Linked DNA regions of Ovis aries: all the other regions are linked to region 1. Evidence: chromatin contacts called from public Hi-C data. All regions are on one chromosome and are shown on one strand. The core of a region is the stretch at or near the end of the contact, and the rest is flanking DNA. Distances in the headings are between cores, read along the strand shown. Region 1 holds the start of UBE2J1 (ubiquitin conjugating enzyme E2 J1). Region 2 holds the start of PM20D2 (peptidase M20 domain containing 2). Region 3 holds the start of SRSF12 (serine and arginine rich splicing factor 12).

Region 1 (4,286 bases), core at 493-2,992:
ACTTGGTACCATGTGACCGAACAGTCACCCTACATTTTCCCCACATATTTTTATTAAAATCTAGCACAATTTTCACATTCTAAGCATTCCACCATCTAATCTTAAAATTAAGCTTTTCTTTCCCTCGTTCTCTTTCATCTCCCTTTATTCCCCCTGGCTTAGGAGATGGGTTGAGGATGGCAGGGGTGGTGAATCCACTGAAATTGAATCCTATAAACGTATTTCTTGGAGAGTCCAGACCCTTCCGCGGATTTTTTTTTTTTTTAAGTCTATGGCTCCCCCAAACGTTATGACTGATTCTTGGTTACCGGAGAACGTTTCTTAGCCTGACAGAACTCAAGTTAACAAAGCTCTGTTCAATCAGTATCCTCAGGCTTTTCTTCAGTTTTTGTTATGTTTTTAAGTCATTAAAAAAAAATCCAAGATTCACAGTATCAACTCTCTCCATGAGCATGTTAATCTTGCTGATTCTTACTGAGAAGTCGCTTCTTCGGAAGGAAAAACAAAAAAAAGAACCAATAAAGGTTGGCCAAACCATCACTAAAATCCTTTATTAGGATTATTTAGACCTGAAGTGTGGAGTTTCTCCCTCTGAACAAATTTATCAAGGTACAAATCCAATACCACTTACAGAATCCAAAGGTTTGTTTGAAGCCTGTCTTAATCTGAGAGCTGCTTCCTTTTCGTGCTTCTTAATTTTGTTGTTTAGTCACTAAGTCGTTTCTGACTCTTTCGCGACCCCTTGGACTGTAGCCCGCCAGGCTCCTCTGTCCACGGGATTCTCCAGGCAAGAACACTGGAGTGGGTTGCCATTTCCTCCTCCAGGGGATCTTCCGGACCAGAATGCAACCCGCGTCTCCTGCACTGGCAGGCGGATTCTTTATCGCTGAGCCATCAGGGAAGCCCGCTTCTTTATTATACACCAGAAAAGTATTTGAGGCTAGGATTGTTTGGCTGCTTCTGTGAATGAAGCAGGGGTATTAAAGACAGGAAGAGAAGTTTCTATGCCTGAACAGAGACATACATACATCATACCAGTATGGCTAAAATCTTGGTTAGTTCTAAAGTACATGGCTCAACTAGTTTTCTTAGCTTTTTGGTTAACCGCTTTAGTCCGGAACATTTCCTTTATGTCTGTAATTCTATTTGCCCCAAAGGCTGCAAACAGGACGTTTAAACGAAATCCTCAAATGAGAGTGAGTCAAACAGCTAATAAAAGTCCGGTGGCGGCGACGGAGAAGAGCTAACGACCGTGTTCAAGGCGCAGGTAGGGCAAGGGGTTGATCTCTATTTCTATTACTCACGGCCGTCACCATTACACCTGTTCTCGGGGACGAGCTGATAACCCAGTTCTACGTGGCGAAAATGAGGGAAGGGCAGTCGGGGTGCGGAAGGGAGACCCCAGGTTTTGTGCCTGCCGGCCCGCCCGGCTCCGCGGCCTGCACCAGCCCGGCAGGCGGCGGGCTGGCGTAGAGCGCGGAACCGGGAGCGGAGCGGCGAGTGGCGGCCGACGCGAGGGGACCGCGGCGCGGGTCCCCGGGGTCCGGGGTCACTCCCCCATCGCGCTCACCGTGCGGCACCGCCCCCTGCCCACAGCCCCGCTCACCCGGACTCTTCAGGTTGTAGCGGGTCTCCATGGCGGGGGGCTGGCCCGGCTCCAGCCTCCCGGCCCGCCGCCGCCGTCGCCGCCTCTCCGCGCCGCCGACTCCCGCGTCTCAACTCGGTTCGGGCCGACCGGGTCTGGCCGAGGAGCCTCCGCGGTGGCCGCCCCGCCCAGGCCGGGACTGCGGGCGGGGCGGGAGGGCGCGGGCTCCGCGGTGGCGCCGCCTCCTGCGCTGCTCCCCCGCCTCCCAGAGGGCCGGGCAGGCGCCGGCGCCGGCCGGGGTGTCGCTGAAGCCGGGGCTGGGCTGGAGGTCAGCCTCCTCGTCTGGCCGCGGGCCCAAAGCCGCCACGGCCGCCCGGCCTGCGTCACCCGCCCTCGCCCAGGTTTTGTGAAGTTGTCCTGACGTGGCAGTCGCTTCGTGGCGGGGGCGCGGCTCGGCCGCTGGTCACCTCCCCGGTCCCGCGAAGCGCACTCCCGGATCTGCAGGAGCGGACGGCGCTCAGGTCTTAGCCTTGCCCGGGCCCACCCGGGCTCCCCAGGCGCTTGCGGGACTTCCCGCGGAAAGGCGCGGCCCGAAACGCCCCGACCGCCCTCGCTGCGGGTGGATCTGGGCCCAGGTCCTCGAGACCAGTTCAGAGCCACCCCAGCCCGTCGCCCGTGTGGGCCGGCTACGCCAAGTGCTTTGTTTTCAGATCGGTAGCTGTTTGAGGTGGAAACAGTTAAGCAGGAAAGGAGAAATCCAGTGATAAGAGAATGAGAAGGGTTTTTATAACATTTTTTTTTCCCCCAGACAAATATGCTTGGGTGCAAGGCAGTTAGTTAAGCATTTGGGGAGATTTTTTAAAAAGAATTGAATCGGGTTCGGAAGCATACATATATGAAAGGTATCCCCTCAAAGAACACATTTCGGGCTTCATTGTAGAAACTGACGTCACGAAAAAGACGTAAAAAGGGACAAGGATTTAGGAAAAGAGGGGGGATTGGGACGACGGAGAGGATGAAGAGGGAAGGAGAGAATTCTATGTGGAATGAAGAGGGTTAACCAGGCTGGGCAAATTTTATTTTGTTATATAAAAATAGAAAACTTTCTTTTTGAAAGGTAACAATATGCCACCCCAAAATATACCTCTTTGGCATAAGGATTATCTTGAGCTGAATATTTTTGAGAAAGAGCAGGCACAAGAAAATCTCTGAAAATAGAGTATAATTTATCGTTTCCTAAGGGGCCGCAAAGAGTCGGACACGACTGAGTGACTGAACTGAACTGAAGGGAAATTCACGTTTTTTAAAACATTTTTTTTGCTGTGCTGTGCTTAGTCGCTCAGTTGTGTCTTCTTTCGACCCCATGGACTCTTTGCAACCCCTGGACTGTAGCCCACCAGGCTCCTCTGTCCAAGGGGATTTGCCAGGCGAGAATACCGGAGAGGGTTGCTATACCCTCCTGCAGGGGAATCTTCCCAACCCAGGGATCGAATCCAGGTCTTCCGCATTGCAGGTGGATTCTTTATGGCCTGAGCCACCAGTGTCTGAGAAAGTTGATGGAGGAGGTACTAACAAATCTTCGAAACAACCTTTATCCCTGTTTCCCTGTGCCCTTTCATTACTGGCCGCCTTCAATCCCCCTACAGCTTTCTTCTGTCTTTAGCTGAAGATACTATTAATCTTTGGTAGCGACTCAGGGACATACTCAGCTTGTTCCTTCTTTTGTTCATTTGTCTGTTGCAAGGGGTTTCAGCCAAGAACTCATAAGGGAAAAGTAGTGCCTTTTCACTGGTAGTGACATGGGTTATTTATACCCATTTTACAGATGAAGACAATTGAGGTCTCAGAGAACTCAAGCTTAAATTCTTCGTGTTTTCAACTACATTAAAAGTTCTTATCTGTGGCCCCCCGAAATATTGCCTGCCATTTCAGTAAACAAAGGATGTCTGCCTGCCATCAGCTGTGGCAGTTGCCCGTTGAAGGTACACCCTGAGGGGAATTCAGGATAAAGTAAAACAGGATACTGGCCCTAGAGAGAGGACAGAATAATTTCAGAGTCCAGACTCTCGCATCTTCTCATAGGTAGAAAAGCACTAAAATCATTAACTTGAGATACCTGCATTTTTGTGATTAACAGTAATCTTTTGATGTTCAACTACATGTTTTTTTACGTTTTTTGTTTGGTTGGTTTTTTTCTCAGCAAGAACTCCTGTATATCCTGGCTCCTCTCTTACCAATTTGGAACGACTCCTCAGAGATACCTGAGAGGCAGCATCCTAGGCTAAAGTCCTCAGTAAGGCCACCAAATAAAACAGAATTCTCAACATTTAGAATGTGCATTTTTTTCCAGTTGACATATCTTTCTGACATTTTTTAAATCATATTGATAAAAAGAAGTTTTCTAGATTTTTATTAATTTCTTGATTTGAATACTTTGAAATCCAATTTACAGAGGTTCTTCAAGTTTCATTGACTTATATTCAAGGCTACTTATCTAGAAAGTGGAAGGACCCTGATTGAAGTCCAGGTCTTCTGACTCTGAAACTGGGATTGTATTCACTGCAATAAAAGGAATCAAGCTGTCTTTCTTGTCTTATATTCATGTAAAGCCTTTCTTCCCTACCATTTGAAAAGAGGAACATACTTCTTAGAACCTCAGAGGTATTCTTGAACTGCTGTTGATTGCAAGTTCATGTGCCTG
Region 2 (4,830 bases), core at 1,151-3,650, 160 kb before region 1:
GAATGCACGCATGTTGCATACACACAAAACAAAGCTTGAAATGAATCTACTTTTCTCTACCTCAAGTGACAGCTTTGTTAATTCACAAGTCATATAAATAGCAGCTTCTATGTAGAATTTCTATGTGCCCCTTTTCTGTTGTTGTTTATAGCTGCCTATAAAAGCAAGCAAACATGAGTGCTACTGATGTCACCAGGCAGGGTTGCTGCAGTAAATTTATTCAAAATGAGTAACTGTTATGGGTTCTGGTGTCAACTGACAAGCTATAGATGAATTTAAGAATTTGGATAAGCAATAGAGCACAGTGGCTGAAAGCAGGCCCCTGGAGCCAGACTGGCTTCTGTTCTATACTTATCTATGCATATCTAAAAGATCCACTACTTACTAGCAGTGAAATCTCATACAATGCACCTGTAAAGATAAATAATCTCATTAACAACCTCATCGGTGGTGAATTAAATGAGTTAATACTTGTAAAGCACTTAGCTCCTGTTACAGAGGAAGTGCTCTACAAATGTCACCTATTGCTTTTACAAACAAGGCCGGTTTTTTAGCCAGCTGAGCACAGTAATACTGAATCACATAGACTCAAAGGAGATTATTGCAGGAGTGTATATTCGTAAGTTTATTAAGCATAGACAAGAGGGTCCAGGAATTTAATTCCACATTTGTTGTCTATAGGGCTGAGTTTTGGTTAGACTGAGAATGGCAGTATTTTCTGATCTAGAATGTGACATTACTCTAGTATTTTAACATACTCTAGTATGTTAATATGTGTAGTAGTTAAAAGCAGCAGTAGATAGTCTTCATGTATATTAGCTTTCTTTAGACCAGAAATATATTTTCAAAAAAAAGTACATTTTTGGGACTCCCCTGGTGGTCCAGTGGTTGAGACTTCCCCTTGCAGTGAAGGGGGTGTGGGTTCAATCCCTGGTTGGGAAGCTAACATCCCACATAAAACAGAAGCAATACTGTAGCAATTCAATGAAGGCTTTAAAAATGATTCATACCAAAAAATATTTTTTAAATATATTTGTCTTATTATATGAATGTATTCTGTCTGACTTAACCTAATTGTGACAAATGAAGGATAGAGGTGATAGGGTATGAGATGCTGATGGAAGCTTTTACTATGTGGAACACCTTAGATTATAAATCTCTACCATGCTATTAATAGCTATATCATCAACAACAGTTTTTCAGACTTTGTGCTTCACTCTGCAGCATCTTGAATTTCTTCATTGGGTAATCTAAAACTGAGTTATAATGTGGACACCAACTGCACACCTCATGTTACTTGAGTTCAGCCTCAAAATTGTAAACGAAAACAGAAAATATGCTCTCTCTCTCTCAAAGCTGTTATTATTAAAAAAACATAGTCAAATCAACAAAGTAGAATGAGTATATATAACCATATATCTTTTAATTAACTTTGTTTTGCACTTAAAAAAAAAACCACAAAACCTCATTTTAGATTCTTAATTCTAATTCTATTCTACTCAAATAGACTATAAAGGGAATACATACATAGTGCTTACTGCATTCCAGACGCTGTTCCAGTCATTAGTGAGTTCTGATTCTAATGAGAAAGCTGTATACAGTAGTTTCAGCCTTTCTATTACACAGTAATCTCAAGGAGAAGAAAATTAGGGCAAACCGCAAAGGGAAGTTCGTAGTCTATAGACCGGTGTTCTTTGCAAACCGTTTATATCGGCACCCAATTTTATGAACTAAAAACCTTGTATAAATTTGTATTACTATTCTAGAAACAGAGGGGCTTATTCCTATTTTAGAGAGAGCTTGTTTTTCAGGGAGACTATGTTCCACTTGACTCCCCTGATTGGCTCAGCGATAAAGAATCCACCTGCACTGCAGCAATGGTGGGGCTGAGGTGGGGGGAGGGGGGTTGTGTTTCAATCCCTGAGTTGGGAAGATACCCTGGAGAAGGAAATGGCAACCCACTCCAGTATTCTTGCCCGGGAAATCTCATGGACAGAGGAGCCTGGCGGGCTACAGTGGACTGGGTCGCAGAGTCGGACACGACTTATCGACTATAAGCAACAACAAACGTTCCCTTGGTCTGCCTCTGATACGTATTAGCCAATGAAACCGTCCCCATTCTGCTACTGCGGGACAGAAGCAACGACGGGCAAGGAATAATACCCTTAAAGCATAGATCAGTTGTCAGGACAGCCACGAGAACTGAGAAGAGCGCAGGAGTCGCCGGAACCGGGTTTTCCCCAGCGACCCCCGCCCGGACTGGGGGGCGGAGCACCTACGGGCTGCAGAAGGGGCGGAGCACGTTTCGGGCAAGGCTCTGGAGGCGGGGTCGGGGGGACTCGGGGGCGGGTCTCCCGGGAGCTGTGGCGACGACCTCCACGGACGCCGGGCGTGTACGCAGGCTCGGTGGGCCGCCGGGAGCGGCCAGCGTTCCACGGAGAGAACTGCTGACGGGTCACAGGCTGTGGGCACGATGAGACCCGGAGAGGAGCGGCCGGTGGAAGGGGGTGCCTGCGCCAGCGTCTCCGATCTGGAGCTGCTGAAGCTGCGCGCAGCGGAGTGCATCGACGCGGCGGCCGAGCGCCTGGGGGCCCTGAGCCGCTCCATCTGGAGCGAGCCCGAGCTGGCCTACGAGGAGCATCACGCCCACGGAGTGCTGACACGCTTCTTCCAGAGCGAGACCCCGGCCGGGTCGTGGACCGTGCAGCCGCACTACCAGCTGGCCACGGCCTTCCGCGCCGAGTGGGGGTCGCCGAGGGGCTGGGCGGCGCCGCGCCCGCTGCACCTGGGCTTTCTGTGCGAGTACGACGCGTTGCCCGGCATCGGGCACGCCTGCGGCCACAACCTGATCGCCGAGGTCGGGGCGGCGGCCGCCCTGGGCGTGAAGGGAGCCCTGGAGAGCCTCGCCGGACTGCCTCTGCCGGTGAAGGTGAGGTGGGACCCGGGAGTGGGGCTCTCTTTGCCTGCCCAGTCCGGGACCGACCGGAAAAGGGCGGCAGCTGGCGCTTCCCTTGCGCATCAGTCCCTTCCCACCCCGGGGCAGGTGTAGGAGACAGCGCTCGATGTCCTGGCCTTTGCTATAGCGGGCAGAATCCCTGGATCAAAATCAGTAGTTCATGAGTTGCCGACCTAGCGACATTTTACAGATTTTTACTTTTTCTCTCCTGTATGTGAAGTGAAGTCACTCAGTCGTGTCCGACTCTTCGTGACCCCACGGACTGTAGCCTACCAGGCTTCTCCGTCCATGGGATTTTCCAGACGAGAGTACTGGAGTGGATTGCCATTTCCTTCTCCAGGGAATCTTCCCTACCCAGGGATCGTACCAGGTCTCCCACATTGTAGGCAGATGCTTTTACCGTCTGAGCCAGGGAAGTCTCTCCTGTATAGTTGTAAACAATTGAGTCGACTTTCTCCCTTAGGAAAGAACCTTAGAACCAAGCCTGGTTTTCGTGATGGCTTGTTTTTGGTAACGGGCAATCGCAATTGGCTGACAAGCTTGTGCAATCTCTAGAAGGAAGTAGTTATTGTAGGGAGACCTGCAGACCCTCCTTGTTAGACTCCAAAAATTTTGTTTGTTTGTTTGTTTGTTTGTGGCAGTTCTAGAAGCTGTTGTGATTAGAATCCTTGGAGTTTGGATAAGAAATGTTCAGCCATTAGAACTACAAAACCTCTAGAAGTATACAGAAAATGGGAGGAGAGTGACCATTAAGAATATAGATGAGTTGATCCTTAAGTCTTAAAGTTTATTTAGCGATTTTAAGAAATAAACTAGAAATTAAACAGGGAAATGTTGCTTATGTTAGTCATAGGGCAAGTTTAATCTTGTGTTACTCTGTTTTTCCAGATTGTATATTCTTCATTCTGTGAGCTAAGATTCAGTCAGCACCATTTCGGTTAAGGGGAAGACTAGTGTTATATTTCATTTTCTTTAGCCCATTTTTTTCCAGCGTCAGTAACCTCTCTCTTTTATTCTAACAGTTCCATCTTTTGTGTCTTTTTCTGTCTAGGTGCCTTCTCTTTTCTGCCTCTGACTGGGCCTTTGTTTTTCATCCAGCTAGAGTTTTGTTTTGTTTGGGGGAGGAGGTGTCCTTTGCTGTTGCATGAAGCACTGGAGAGGTTTAGCTTTAACCAGGTTTATGAAAGGTTCAGAGAAGTCAGCAAGATTTAACCTGAAAAGTCATCAGATTTCTTGAGCCAAATGTTAAGAGTAAAAAGCAGCTTAATATAAGAGTTTGAATGCCTGGAAATATACACACTTCTGATTTTGAACCATAATACTCAGATTTAGAAGGTCATCTGTCTTACCTGAAAATGGAGTTTATGTTGATTCTCTTTGCAAGCCAAGACTTTTTCCAGCTTGTTTCACTGTGTTCTTATACGTGACCTTGAAAGTGTATTAGTTGTTTATAGATAATTTGTCTTTACTTTTAAAAATTGTTTGAAGAAGTTAAAGTTTAAATATCAAAGTAAAATGTTTATTCTGTAAAGTTCTCTTTTGTTTAATTAGGTGTTTGGTGACCAATAAATCTGCCTGGTTGAGCTGGTGGAATCGAATTAGTAAGTTTGTGTAACAGTTGGCCGTTTCTAACTGTGGTATTAAGATTTATTTAATACTTTTCATAAAGGATTAATGTGTTAAGACCTTTTAAAGAGGTAGTTTAGTAAAGAAACAAACTTCAGGCCTGAAGGTCAGGATATCTATCCCAGCTCTGCCTTAAGACTTGCTCTGTGACCTGGGGCAAGACACTTCACTCCCTGCCTCAAAACCACCTTAAAATGATGACATGGATTTCTTACCTACCTCACAGGGTTGTTGTGAGGATAACTAGT
Region 3 (4,753 bases), core at 44-2,543, 190 kb before region 1:
AGTCTATAGTTGCGACATACATATATATATTACTAGCAGAAATCAAATTTCTAAAAAAGACTTAAAATTTACTTCTCAAAAGTAAATTATGATGATTACTCCTGATGGCTCTGGAGTCAAAGGCTCCAATATATTTCCAGCCGTGAAGCTCCAGGTAAGTCACTGAAACTCTGAATTTCAGCTTTCCCTTATGTACTACAAGATAATCTTGCATAACTATAAAGACTGGGATGGGGAGGAGGGCTGTGGAGTAAATTAAGCAAGCCCAGTGAAATGAAAACGTCTACTAATCCCCCCCATCCCCTCTGGCTCCTATTGAGGGAGAAAGACACAGCTATAAGAAGTCAACGTCAGAAACTATGCAGACAGAATTCTCCCCAAAGGGGGGCGGTGGGCTGAATGCAACAGAATCGACCAGGGAAGTCTAACCAAACCATTATGATGGGTGTTCCCACTGCACTCAAAACTTTAAAAGAAAAACACATAAATCTCATCCACTGAAGTTATCCTTTGTATACAGTATAAAATTGGGCAACAAATAAAACTGAACCAGCGCCACCTGTAAGTAAACCAGACTACTGACTACAGGGAAAGGGAGTCGTAAGGCCCAAGGCACGCACTATTCCGTAACGCGTTCTCACCATCCCCAATTCCTTCCCATCTAGGTGGTGAGATGCGCGGCTTTATCCCTGCACAGCGACAAAGGGGCGAGACGCTGGCACTCGCCCGAGGAACTCTCAGGGGCGGAGGCGGGGAGTGACCGCGGCTCCCAGCCAGGGGCAGCCGGCGCTCCTCCTGTTCTCTCGGCGAGGAATAGGCACCGGCCAGCCGCCCAGGTGCGGGAGGCGGTCAAGGGCGGCGGGGCCCGGAGACGGGGCCGCGCCGGGGCGAAAGGCCGGGCGGGAGGGCGGAGGCGCGAGTCCCGCCCAGGCCCCGAGCACTCCCCGCCGGCCTCGGGAGAGGCTCCTCCACGGCGAGCCCCGGGCCGGCCGGCGGGGAGGTGCAGGCTAGCCCCGCCGGGCTCTGCGTCGCGGCCGTTACCCGCCCCTCCCCCGCGCCCCAACCTGCGGACCCGCCGCCGCTCACCTGGTGGCGTCCGCGACGTTCCTGACGAACAGGGAGGTGTTGGGGGGCCTCGTGTAGCGAGACATGACCGCTTCCTCCGTTCCCTCGGGGGTCTGCCCGGCCGCCGGGCTCGCTCCGTCTCCCGCAGCCGCCGCCGCCGCCACAGCAGCTCCGCCGGCCCGCGGCGCGACCCCCTCGCCTCGGCCTCGGCCCCGCCAGCGCGCAGCCGCAGAGGCGGGCGCGGGGGGAGCGATGTGCAGCGCGAGTCTGTCCGTGCGGACCACGCGGGGGCGGGGCGGGGCCGAGCGGCGTGCGGGGAGGGGGCGGCGGGGGGGTCCCAGGATTCGAGGGCCTCTTCGAAGGGGGCGGCGCAGGAGCCCCGGGGTGGAGGGCTTCGGGGAAGGGGCAGCGCGGGGGTCCCGGGGGGTCGAAGGGGACTCTCAGAGGAGGCGGCTGGGTCAGAGTGTAATAGGAGGGCATGGACTAGAGCGGTCCTAGGGGCTGAAGCAGGTGAACCGGGGGTTAGAGAGCATCCGGAGAAAAGATGTCACGAGTCGGAGGTGGGCGGGGTGAAGGATGCCTTCAAACGCGCCACAGCCGGATGGTCACTGGGGCCTTCTTTATTGCATCCTCAGCCCCAGACCTTGGCAATGTTTCTGCCTCCTGCCCTTTGAATGCTGAGACTGTTTAGACTTTCAAACTGTGAGGATTTTTTTTTTCTGCGTGTTTTGAGTCTTCATCCATTATTCGTTTAGAGTACACCATTCAGCTGTGAGTACATTCATTCAGATGTTTATTGAGCACCTGCTATGCACCGAGAACTATTCTTGGTGTGGGACCCAGCAACAAACAAGAAGCCACATCCCTGCCCTCATAGAGTTTACATTCTTGAGCGAAGACCAGACAATAAAAAATGAACAAGTGTAGGAGAAAGCGATGAAAATGCAGAGGCAATTAAGCAAATTTAAATTATCCTCTCCTTGCCTCTCCAAAATGTCATAGCCACCCCATCTTAGAAATCCTCGTACCTTCACATTTGCTACTGTGGTCAGAAAAACTTGTTACCAGGACCGAAACCAGGTGGCTTGTAATTATAGTAGCACCCCTTTTCATTCTCAGAAGTGGCTAATTTGGGAGGGTAAATAATATGGTCACCCTACCTAGCCCATGGCTGCCTCAAAGGCTGTGAGAGTTTCCCAAGGTCAGCAAATGCTTCTGGAATAGTGGCCATTCGTTCAAAATGTGATTCGTTAGGGCACAGCAAGCTCAGGGCTAGCCTGGGAATCTAAGGGGTGGGAGTGGGATCACATTCTTTGAAGCTTACAACTTGGTAGAGGAGGCAGAATCTAATTATCAAACTAATAAAGATAGGCCTATGCTAAGGGTATGAAAATAGCTATATGCAGGACTTCCCTTGTGATCCAGTGGTTAAAAATCCATCTTGCAATGTAGGTGATAAAGGTTCAGTGCCTGGTGGGGGAACTAAGATCCCACATGCCTTGGAGCAACTGAGCCTGAGGACCACAACCAGACAGTCCAGGCACCACCAGGAAAGATCTCACATGATGCAAGGAAGATCCTGTGTGCTGCAAGACCTGATGCTGTCAAATGAATAAAAAAAAATTTTCTTTCTTGAAAAGGAGCTACATGCTACTGGAAGGGTACCTTATAGGGGTTGGCAAGCAAGGCTAGAGGATCACTGACCTTTACCCTGAAGAAGCCTTACAGGAATATTTGGAGAATGAAGAGGAGCAATCCATGCACTGGAACAGCATGTGCAAAGGCTTTGAGGCAATACAGGGAAATGAAAGGCAGCAAACAGGAGCAGCAAGTTGGAGAAGCACAAGAAAATGAGGCTGGAGAGCAGGCTGAGTGTATGGTAGGAAAGTTTGATTTTCTCAGTTCAGTTGCTCAGTTGTGTCCAACTCTTTGTGACTCATGGACTGTAGCACGCCAGACTTCCCTGTCCACCACCACCCCCGAAGGTTGCTCAAACGCATGTCCATCGAGTCGATGATGCCATCCAACCATCTCATCCTCTGTCGTCCCCTTCTGCTCCCACCTTCAATCTTTTCCAGCATCAGGATCTTTTCCAGTGAATCAGTTCTTCACATCAGGTGGCCAAAGTATTGGAGTTTCAGCTTCAGCGTCAGTCCTTCCAATGAATATTCAGGACTGATTTCCTTTAGGATGGACTGGTTGGATCTCCTTGCAGTCCAAGAGACTCTGAAGGATCTTCGCCAACACCACAGTTCAAAAGCATTAATTCTTCAGCACTCAGCTTTCTTTATAGTCCAACTCTCACATCCATACATGACTACTGGAAAAACCATAACTTTGATTAGATGGAGCTTTGTTGGCAAAGTAACATCTCTGCTTTTTAATATGCTGTCTATAACCTTTTTGAAACAAATTACCACAAATTCAGTGGTTTAAAAGAACAGAATTGTATTCTCTCACGATTTAGGAGGCCAGAAATCTGAAATCAAGGTGTTGGCAGGGCCACACTCTCTCCTAAGGCACTAGAGGAGCATCCTTCCTTGCTTCTTCTGGTCCCTAGTGCGTCCAATCTTGCTTCCATCTTCATACAGCTTTCTCCTCTTTGTCTTATGAGGACAACTGTCATTGGATTTAGGGCCCACCCAGGTAATCCAGGATGATCTCATCCCAAGATCCTTAACTTAATTGCAAAGACTCTTTTTCTAAATAAGATTAGGACTTGAGCCTGTCTTTTCTGGGGCCACCATTCAACCCACTACACTGACCTTGCCAAGGAAAGAGATTTGGTAGGAAGTGAGAGTTATCAATAAGCCTCTTCCCTTGGGCTTCCCAGATGGTGCTAGTGGTTAAAAAACCTGCCTGCCAAGGCAGGAGATATAAGAGATGTGGGTTCTATCCCTGGGTCGGGAGGATCCCCTGAAGGAGGGCATGGCAATCTACTCCAGTATTCGTGCCTGGAGAATCCCACAGACAAGGGAGCCTGCTGGGCTACAGTCCATATGGTCACAAAGAGTTGGACACAACTGAAGTGACCTAGCACACACGCATGCACACTGACACATTAAGTGGGGTAAAAATTCACTGGACTCTATGTAAACCACGAACCTATTAGTTAAAAATATATGCATTGGTATGCTCATTTATAAACAGAGCTGTTTCTAGGTGGAGGCGTTACACTCTGATTTTCACTTTCTTTTCCTTACATTTGGTACTGTCGAGTTATTTTTAAAATGCTTTTTATAATTGGCAAAACCCTACAAATCTCTTTACAGTTTGAAAAAAGCTTCTACTGGCATATCTGAAAAGACCTAATGGATAGGTAGTGGGTTTTTTTCCTCTTCCTATAGAAAGAAGCATTTGAGGAAAGGGACTTAAACTATGAAGGTTCAGTTACAAACTTGAACTTTAAAACTAGCTGGAATTGATTTAAAATAAGTTATGGAAATGGTAACCATGTCAGAGATGGATACGATAAGTAACTTGACTGTAGTAATCATTTCACTATGCGTGTGTATATTCCCAATTATCATGTATGCTTTAAATGTGTAAAATTTTAATTTAAAATAATAAATAAGTTATGGAACCCTAATTTTTATATGACATAAAAATGTATATTCCTCCTATTTCCAAATTTGATTCAAGGCAATGAAGTGTACAGAAGTGTGGGGAAACTGCTCTCTAGTTGGAA

The links. A called contact is a pair of places that touch in the nucleus more often than the background predicts.
Region 2: a Hi-C map of liver shows a contact between it and region 1, with 5 times the contacts expected there. The contact joins the promoter of PM20D2 here to the promoter of UBE2J1 in region 1. A contact is called at or near these places in 2 of 16 Hi-C or Micro-C datasets (liver and tail adipose tissue).
Region 3: a contact with region 1 is called in a Hi-C map of hypothalamus, with 3 times the contacts expected there. The contact joins the promoter of SRSF12 here to the promoter of UBE2J1 in region 1. A contact is called at or near these places in 3 of 16 Hi-C or Micro-C datasets (hypothalamus, skin fibroblasts and tail adipose tissue).

Annotation. Positions count from the first base shown.
Region 1 is chr8:48,177,162-48,181,447 of ARS-UI_Ramb_v3.0, reverse strand. It overlaps UBE2J1 (ubiquitin conjugating enzyme E2 J1), which reads right to left and starts at 1,742. Exons shown (of 9, transcript XM_060419572.1): 1 at 1,607-1,742; 2 at 632-960.
Region 2 is chr8:48,339,919-48,344,748 of ARS-UI_Ramb_v3.0, reverse strand. PM20D2 (peptidase M20 domain containing 2) reads left to right here and starts at 2,400. Exons shown (of 7, transcript XM_015097387.4): 1 at 2,400-2,929. The coding sequence starts at 2,474.
Region 3 is chr8:48,368,586-48,373,338 of ARS-UI_Ramb_v3.0, reverse strand. It overlaps SRSF12 (serine and arginine rich splicing factor 12), which reads right to left and starts at 1,293. Exons shown (of 5, transcript XM_042253411.2): 1 at 1,087-1,293.